2 separate regions of the Sus scrofa genome follow, and region 1 is linked to region 2. A link is a contact called in public HiChIP or PLAC-seq data. All regions are on one chromosome and are shown on one strand. The core of a region is the stretch at or near the end of the contact, and the rest is flanking DNA. Distances in the headings are between cores, read along the strand shown. Region 1 holds the start of POPDC3 (popeye domain containing 3). Region 2 holds the start of BVES (blood vessel epicardial substance).

Region 1 (4,060 bases), core at 1,241-3,740, 40 kb after region 2:
GTGAATTGATCCCTGAACTCCCTGGGCTGGAGGAGGAGCCAGCATTGTTACAGGAGCTTTAAGTTTTCATTTTTTATTTTTTCGCCTTTTAAATTATTTTATTTTATTTATTTATTTTTAGGGTCACGCCCACAGCACTTTGAGGTTCCCAGGCTAGGGGTCAAATTGGACCTGTAGCCACTGACCTCTACCACAGCCACAGCAGCACAGGATCTAAGCCGAGTCTGCGACCTACACCACAGCTCATGGCAACACGGATCCTCAACCCACTGAGCGAGGCCAGGGATTGAAACTTTGTTCTCATGGATACTAGTCAGATTTGCTTCTGCTGAGCCATGATGGGAACTCCTAATGTTTTTATTTTTTGGCCACAGCATGCAGTGGCTTGATGTGGGATCTCAGCTCCCAAATCAGGTACTGAAACCAGCCTACAGTGGTGAAAGCACCAAGTCCTAACCACTAGACCAGGGAACTCTCCTGGTTATTTATTTAATTTACAAAATGACCTGTTGTAACTTTCATTTTAAGACATTTTTCTGTAACTACTTAGATAAAAGAGAAATATATTTTTTTCCTTTTCCTTTAAAAAATTATTAGTGATTCAGTAGACTCTTGTAAATTCTTCCCTATTCTCTACAGCTCATAATCCCAGCTGACCAACAACCGTAATTACCAAAAAATGATTTTAAGTGCAATTTGCAGGCTTGCAAATCTATTGTGGATATTTTCTAAAGCACTTTTGAAACTTCTTGCTTGTCATGTTGCTTACGTGTTGCTATGCTCATGTACAACAGCAAATGCTTCATAACCATTCTTGATCTTACCTGGGGACTGTTTCAAAATAAGCAGACCTGAATGCTGCAGTGTGTCAACCCTATTAGTCTTGTGATAAGAAGCATGGGATTTTGGTTTCCCATGACACATTTTTACTTAATAGCATAGACTGTCACCATTTAGAAACACAGGATGCACAATGATTCAGCTTTTTTGAGAGACTGATGAGATTAAAGAAACTCAACCATCAAAGGTCTCTCAGTTTATATGCATAAAATTTTAGGACCGATAACATCTTACTCTAGATTTCACTCAAACTGTGTATCCCAAACTCTTCAAAAGACAAACCGAGTCCCTCAGGGAAGGGAAGAGCCTTAAAGACCATCTGGGATCCACTGGACCACTTCATTTTGCAAATGTAGAAAGAGATCTAATTTTTGTTTATATTTTGTTTCACCTACTTCTTGTTTGGTTTTCCATTGCCACAAAGAACAATGCCAAGTTCCTGTACTGTCACACGAGGGGTATGTTCATGCAAGTCCCTGGTACTAAAAGTGACAGAAAATGGCCACCAAACCTTAGTATAAACAGACAGCAATAATTTTTTTAAAGCTGCTATAAAACTCACTTGGCAGTGTGCAAGCTTGCAAACTGAAAATGCCAAACCACGAAAGAATAAAAAGTTAGGAAGGAAGATTCTAGAAGTTTGGTAAATCAAGTTAGGTTTTACGTTCAAAAGCAGGCTTCTAGTTTCACTTTTCCATTTATTATTCACATATAGAACTTTTTCACTTTTTGCAAAATGTCCCCTAAAACTTTTTTTTTTTTTTTTGGTTATAGCTCTATTATTGCATTTGATTCTGTGCCTTTAATCTCTTGTAAAATACCGACACTTAAAATGTATCGTTACCTCTTCACCGATCTTGGTGAGGAGGTAATTTAGTGGTTTTCAAATATCTTTTCTCTCTCTATCCTCTCCCCACCCCCCACCCCCGCCGCAGGGGGATTCCCCAAATAGAGTATGCAGGTCAGCTTGACCTTGGATGAGGCCGCTTTCTGCGTCCCCAACTCAGCCGGAAAACCCTGCCCCAGTGAGACCCTATGCAGAGGGAAACTCCCCGCCGCTGCCCGACTCCCCCAAGGCGAACCTAAAGCTCTCGCGGTCCCCTGGACCAGCTTTTCTACCTAGGAAATTCGCCCCCCAAAGAGGGGAACTCCAGGGTGCTCATTGCAAGAGTGGGAGCGACAGCAGATCTGAGAGGAAGCTTCGCCTCTATGGGGCGGACCCCCGAGCGCCCACCCGCAGCAGCGACCGCCAGCCCTTCGAGCTCGAGCGGCGCGACGCCTACCTGAGGGCTCCCACTTAGCCCGAGCGGGGCCGGGAGCCGGGCGGCGCGGCCAGCCGGGGAGCACTGGCTGCGAAGGGGCTCTGAGCGGCCTGAGGCTCGCGGCCCCCACACTGGGGCAGGGCCCGGGCGGAGGCCGTGCGGGTCGAGCAGCCCCGGCTTCGCGATGAGCGAGGGTGCGGACGGCGGCGGGAGGCCGGGGCCGCGGCGCCCCGGCCCCTCCTTACCTGGATTCCTCGGCCCCTCGCGGAGCTCCAGCCTCTCACCCGCAGAAGTTTCCCAGCCGAAAGCGCCGGGCCCCGCCGGCAGGTGCCAAGCTCCTGACGCCGGGGTCGCGCGCTCCTGCCCGCCGCCCGCCCAGCGCCAGAGCTCTCAGTGACCGCAGCCCGGCTCCCGAGCGGCTCGGCGGCGCGGGTGGGGGCCGAGCCCGGGCGCGCGCCCCGTGGGCCGCGGGGAGGGCGGGGGCTGCCGTGCGGGCCGGGCGGCCGCAGCCTCGGGGGAGTCTCTGGACTGGTTATGAGCCTGGTGGCGGCGGCCGACCAAAGTTTGCAAAGACGGGTTTCCCGAGGTGAACACCGCTCACAGTTATAAAATGAACCTAGTCTTCGCTGTTATCCTAGGCAGAGAGCCATGGGGTGGCCTCCTGGGATGGGAAGCGACAGTACGTCTGCCCTCTCGCTCCCCACCCCCCCCACTGTAAACAAAATGAGATAAAGGACCCGAGCAGGGATGGGAATATTTGGGTGTATAGGACCGAGAGCGATTAATATCTTGATTCAAATCGATGAACGGCTCAAAAAAAGCAGAGAGATAAAGAGTATGGACAGTCATAGAAGGGAAAAACGTTAAATACAAATGATGAAAAAAAAAAGTTTAAATTAGTAATAAGCCGATGCATACAACTTAAGGCAAAAATCAAATGCATTTTTTCCTTCGATGAAGTTGGTGGGTTGGTTTGGTTTTGGTGGTCAAACCCTATGGTGGTTGATGAAGGAACAGCAAAAACCTACTCACTTTCAGGTTATAAAGCCGGGTTGGTGACATTGATTCCAGAAACATTTACTGAGTAATCATTGTCTCTTTTGAGGAATAACCACAGAAGTAGTACAAATGGTAAAACTAACCTCCTTTAATTGCCTCCTTTTGGCACTGAGGGCCAAAATATACCCATATTCCTACATCCCATATGTGGCCAGAAACCACTTGTCTTCCAAGCCTTCGCTCTTATGCTTCACTCTGGGAATTTACTCAGTAGTGTAGGAAATCTAGTTCAAACTGAATCTAGTCCATGGTATATACATATAACTTTGAAACAGTGCTAGGGAAGCGAGAAGATCATGAGGTTTGACATAAGCTGTATTCTATGTTTAGATTTTACTTCTTAGTGTAGTACATTACAATTTTTTTTAAAAGATTATACTCATGGTCATTTTTATTTAATTACTTACCTAATTAATTTTTATGGCTGCATATGGGAGTTTCTGGGCTAGGGGTCAGATCAGAGCTGCAGCTGCCAGTCTGCACTACAGCCACAGCAATACAGGACCCACGTGGAATCTGTGACTTATGCCACAGTTTGCATCAAGGTGGGATCCTTAAGCCACTGAGCCAGGCCAGGGATGGAACCCGCATATTCATGGACACTATGTCGGGTTTTTAACCCAGTGAGTCGCAACAGGAACTCCTCCTGGTCATTTTTAATTTAAAAACTCAGAAGCAACAAAGGTATGCTTATGTGATAGACAGATTGTAAGGTGGCTTCATGATTCCCACTACCTCCTGGTGTTCATGCCTTTGTGGGATCCCTCCCCTCCAGTGCAATTGGGACCTGACCTGCTTGTAAACAATAAATACAGCACAAGTGATGGATGTCACTCCTGTGATTACACTACATTACAAAGGACTCAGTCTTGCTGACACACTCTTTCTAGAGACTGTGC
Region 2 (4,003 bases), core at 1,291-3,790:
ATACTTGATGTGTATTACATAAGTTATAGGTGCACAATCTAGTGATTTACAATTTTTAAAGGCTATCATTTATAGTTATAATAAAATACTGGCTATATTCCCTTCTTAATCCCCTTCTTTCCAAATGTTTGAGACAATAAAAATATAAGCCTATTGGGATGGGGAGGCATCATTATTTCAAAAACTCAATTTATAAAAAGTTTGTTTTCAAGAACCAAGCCAGACTCAATCTCATCATTTCTTCAGGAGGAAGAATGATATTAAATGTCCTGCAATACTCATGATGTCAACATTAGCTTATGCATTAGCATTATGTAAGCTAATAATAATTACCATTTCTAGGCAGTTTAGAAGGTGCTTTCACTCCCACTGTCCCATTTGTTCCTCTAATTACCCTATGTTCTTTATGGGGCAGGGACAGTGTCACATTCGTCTAGGTATATCCAAGGCCTAGACTCTGCAGAGAATGCCAGAGGCAGACGTGAAAGCCATATGGAAGAAGTTACAAAAGAATGACAAACACTTTTGGAAATTACTTTTCGGTCGCCCCAAACCTCAGTGGTAAAGACAAGAGAGTACCAAGCCTTCCTGAGGTTGAGAGGGTGAGGTTCTATACCACAAGCCCCAGGGAGACACATAAGCCAGGGGAAGTCACTTCTGCTCCTTGGGTCACCTTTTTCCTCGGAATTGAGACAACTGGATATGTTATCTTTGAAAGCCCTCCCAGTTTTACTAGTCTGTGGCTCTAACTCATATTTCTATAGTCAGTTAATGAATACATATTCCCCTTTAGATTCACTTATTACACCTACTGCCAACTAAACCACTGTAATTAAATTTCAAGCTTTTAAAAGTTCTCCAAGTGGCACTAAAGAATTAATTTCTGGTCAAGAGAAATGACAGGAAAACTATGATCTACTAACCCAAGAACCAAGGACACAGTAATATGAATCTTTAAAAGATGAGATAATCCTACAACACATTTTGATGCACCGCAATGTATTAAAAATATATAGTCCATATATTCATTTTATTTTCTCTATGTATTACATATTGCATAGTAATTAACATAATATATGATTCATTTTTGTATGTTTATAACATACAAAGTCTATTATTTACCTATGTATACTTACCTGTGTCTCTATTTTGAAACACCAGTAACCTATTGTCAATAAATATCGATCGGATCTTGCCGATTTCAGCTTCTTTTGACCACTACTTAAAGGAATTATGTGGCTTAAGCTGAACTATCCTTTATGCTGAGAACGAATTGATCTAACAAGGAAAAGTTAGACAGGTAAGTTGAGAAACGTTCAGATTAATTTTGACGAAATCAAGGCAAATTTTCTTTCTCCTATTAGTTCCCGGAGTCAAATTCCTTAAAGTCCCTGTTCTAGTAAAGTCCTGTATATCTACTGGTTTTCAAATAGGTGTGTGCAGGGCTGAACAGATAAAGGCGGAACTAACATTAACCCTTCACCAACCTACAGAATTGAAAAAGGTAACAGCGGTGAGCAAAAGTGGTGCTGGTAGACTCGCTCAATTCATTCTGCAATTCTAACTGAACCTTGGCATATCTTCGGAATGGCAAAAGGCATTAAGTTGCTAAGAGTCTTTTCACACTTATTCTTGCCTCAAAGCCAACAGTTTCTGGGACTTGTCCGGCCAGCAACCGGTTTCCTAAAGCCTCAAAAATGAAGGCGCGGGTGGATCACGGGTTCTCCAGCTATCTGCGCTCCCCAGGCGCCCTGTTCACCTTGCTCCTTAATGAGAGAGGGTCAGTGTCAGCTCTTCTTGACCCGAAGCTCTCGGGCTCCGGGGTGTGGGTAGTGAGCGCCTTGACCCACTTCGCATTCCCTGCGCCAAGCCAGGGCGGGCGGTACCGTGCGCCTAGCGGCCCTACAGGGGGCGAGGAGGAGCCGTAGTAGGTTCGCGGACCGGGAGCCCCGGGAGCCTCGCCGGGAGAGGAAAGGCCAGGCTCATCCACGGCTTGAGGGCAGCAGAGCGCGGGAATGGCCACCCGATGAGGCCGGAGCGCCCGAGGACGCTGGCGCTGTCAGACCCGAGTGGCGGCAGCTGACACCTGAGGGTCTCTGAGCGCGAAGCCCAAAACCGGGGTGAAGGGCGGCTTCCAAGGACAGGGAACCCCGGGAAGGCGCGGCTAGAAAGGCGAGGGCGGGGATCCCGGCGGCCGAGGCTTGGAAAACAGGCAGCCGCTGCCCGGGAGTGCAAAGTTGCTCCCAACCGAGCAGGGATCCAACTTTCGGTTCCCGATTTAGCCGGGGGAGAGCTGGGCTGCAAACAGCCGGGCGCGCTGGGGGAGCCGCCGACAGCTGCGCCTCCCGCTCCTTACCTGGCTAGTCCCTGGAGCAGAGCCTGGGCGGCGCTGGCCAAAGTTTGGGGAGTCAGCGGCGGGACGCGAGGGACACGGACGCGACGGCTCGACGGGCGCCAGACGCGAAAGCCTCGGCGGATCCGCGGGTCAGAAGGCTGCTGCGCGGATGCCGGGTCCCAGCGCTGGCAGCGGCTTTGACTAAAATAGGCATAGCGGAGACCGCAGCCAGGGCTGGGGCCGCACCGCGCACGCGCCCGGCGCCCCGGCGCCCCCCGGCGGGCGGAGTCCCCGGCCTTGGCCAGGACTCCCCGCCCGGCTCTTCCAAGTCGCCGCCGCGTCTGCACAAGCGTGGTACATTTGAAACACCCGCTTCTTTCTTTCCTGGTTTCCTCCCTACTTCTCGGTTCTGTCCTTGTTTGGGCATGAGTGGGGGGCGAGGAGCGTTTTGGGGTCAGCGGCGTTGGTTGCTCATCTCCGTGGGGATAACTCGAGCAACAGGGTTCTCGCAGAGAGAGCAATCAGGAATAGAAGAACTAGATCCTTCTTTTCCCCACAAAATCAAACGACCCATTCGCACAATTCCTTTCTGGGACAAACGCCAGCATCTCCGCACAAGCCGGAAGAACCGGGAGAGTGCGCAATCGGCGTCCGAGCATGGCAGCGAAGGTTGGCCGTTTGGTCCACAGGGACGCGGGACAGCGCCTCCGGGGACCCGGCAAGGAGCGGGAGCAAGCCAGCCCTGCTGCTGCAGGGGCACTTGGAAGGGCGCGTCGACCTGAGCCACGGTTTTATTTCCATAGAAGGAGGATACTTATCCGAAATTTACATTCTCGTGGAGGCGCCTGGCCCTCAGCTGTAGGCAAAGCTCCATCTGAATCTGGCACGTGTGTTTGGCATTGAAAACCAAGGTATGAAAGTATGGTCCAATCCATCATTACTTTTATAGAGGATCGTTCTTTTGGGTGAGGAATGCTGGGTGAATTAATGAAGAATTGGTATAGGGGAGGAGTTGGAGGACAAAAGAGTAAGTAAGGTTAGCTAGGCATTCAGTTTCCAGCCAGAAGTGTCCCGTGGACGGATAGAATTTGTGCTGATTATAAGAAGATGAGGTTTTTCCTGCGTGCCAAACATGACCTAAAGACCACAAGTACGTTATAAAGTGAGTACCTGGGTGTGCACACGCGCCAAGTCTGTCTAGTGGAGAAGCAGCGTCTTCAAGAACCTGGGCGATAGTGCTGCACAGGCCAGGTTTGAATCCTGCCTCTGCTACCAACTGACTGTGTGACCTTGGGGAAGTTACGTGGCTTTTCTGTGTCTGTTTCCTCTTGTGTTGAGGACTAAATGGCTAGATATATATAAGAGGCTTAGAATGGTGTGTGGTACATAGTAAATTCTATGTATGTGAATATATATTCTACTTACAAAGCTCTGTCTCTCACATTTGAAATTTGCTCTAACGGCCCAAGATTCATTTTCAAGGCTGCTTCTTCAGAGTCTTTTTCTTTTTAGCTGCTTGGCCAGCCATTTTGATAGCTACCACTACGTACATATTAAGTAAGGTTTAGTAATAAATGTGCATAAATCTATCTTTGCATGGATATTTGAGGATGGCTTATAATGACAAACACTGGAAATAATCTAAATTCTAACTATAGGGGACTAAGT

What was found. HiChIP or PLAC-seq counts read pairs in DNA pulled down with a chosen protein or histone mark.
Region 1: an H3K27ac HiChIP or PLAC-seq map of skeletal muscle shows a contact between it and region 2. The contact joins the promoter of POPDC3 here to the promoter of BVES in region 2. A contact is called at or near these places in 5 of 47 Hi-C or Micro-C datasets (fetal heart ventricle, fetal skeletal muscle, heart right ventricle and 1 more) and 1 of 2 datasets of contacts at active chromatin or transcription factors (skeletal muscle).

The regions. Positions count from the first base shown.
Region 1 is chr1:71,397,644-71,401,703 of Sscrofa11.1, forward strand. It overlaps POPDC3 (popeye domain containing 3), which reads right to left and starts at 2,491. Exons shown (of 4, transcript NM_001144111.1): 1 at 2,348-2,491. The region is part of intron 3 of LOC106508909; the gene reads left to right.
Region 2 is chr1:71,357,715-71,361,717 of Sscrofa11.1, forward strand. It overlaps BVES (blood vessel epicardial substance), which reads right to left and starts at 2,541. Exons shown (of 8, transcript NM_001348416.1): 1 at 2,357-2,541. LOC106508909 reads left to right here and starts at 1,698. Exons shown (of 6, transcript XM_021084573.1): 1 at 1,698-1,780; 2 at 1,875-2,058; 3 at 2,365-3,246. The coding sequence starts at 1,698. The coding sequence ends at 3,117.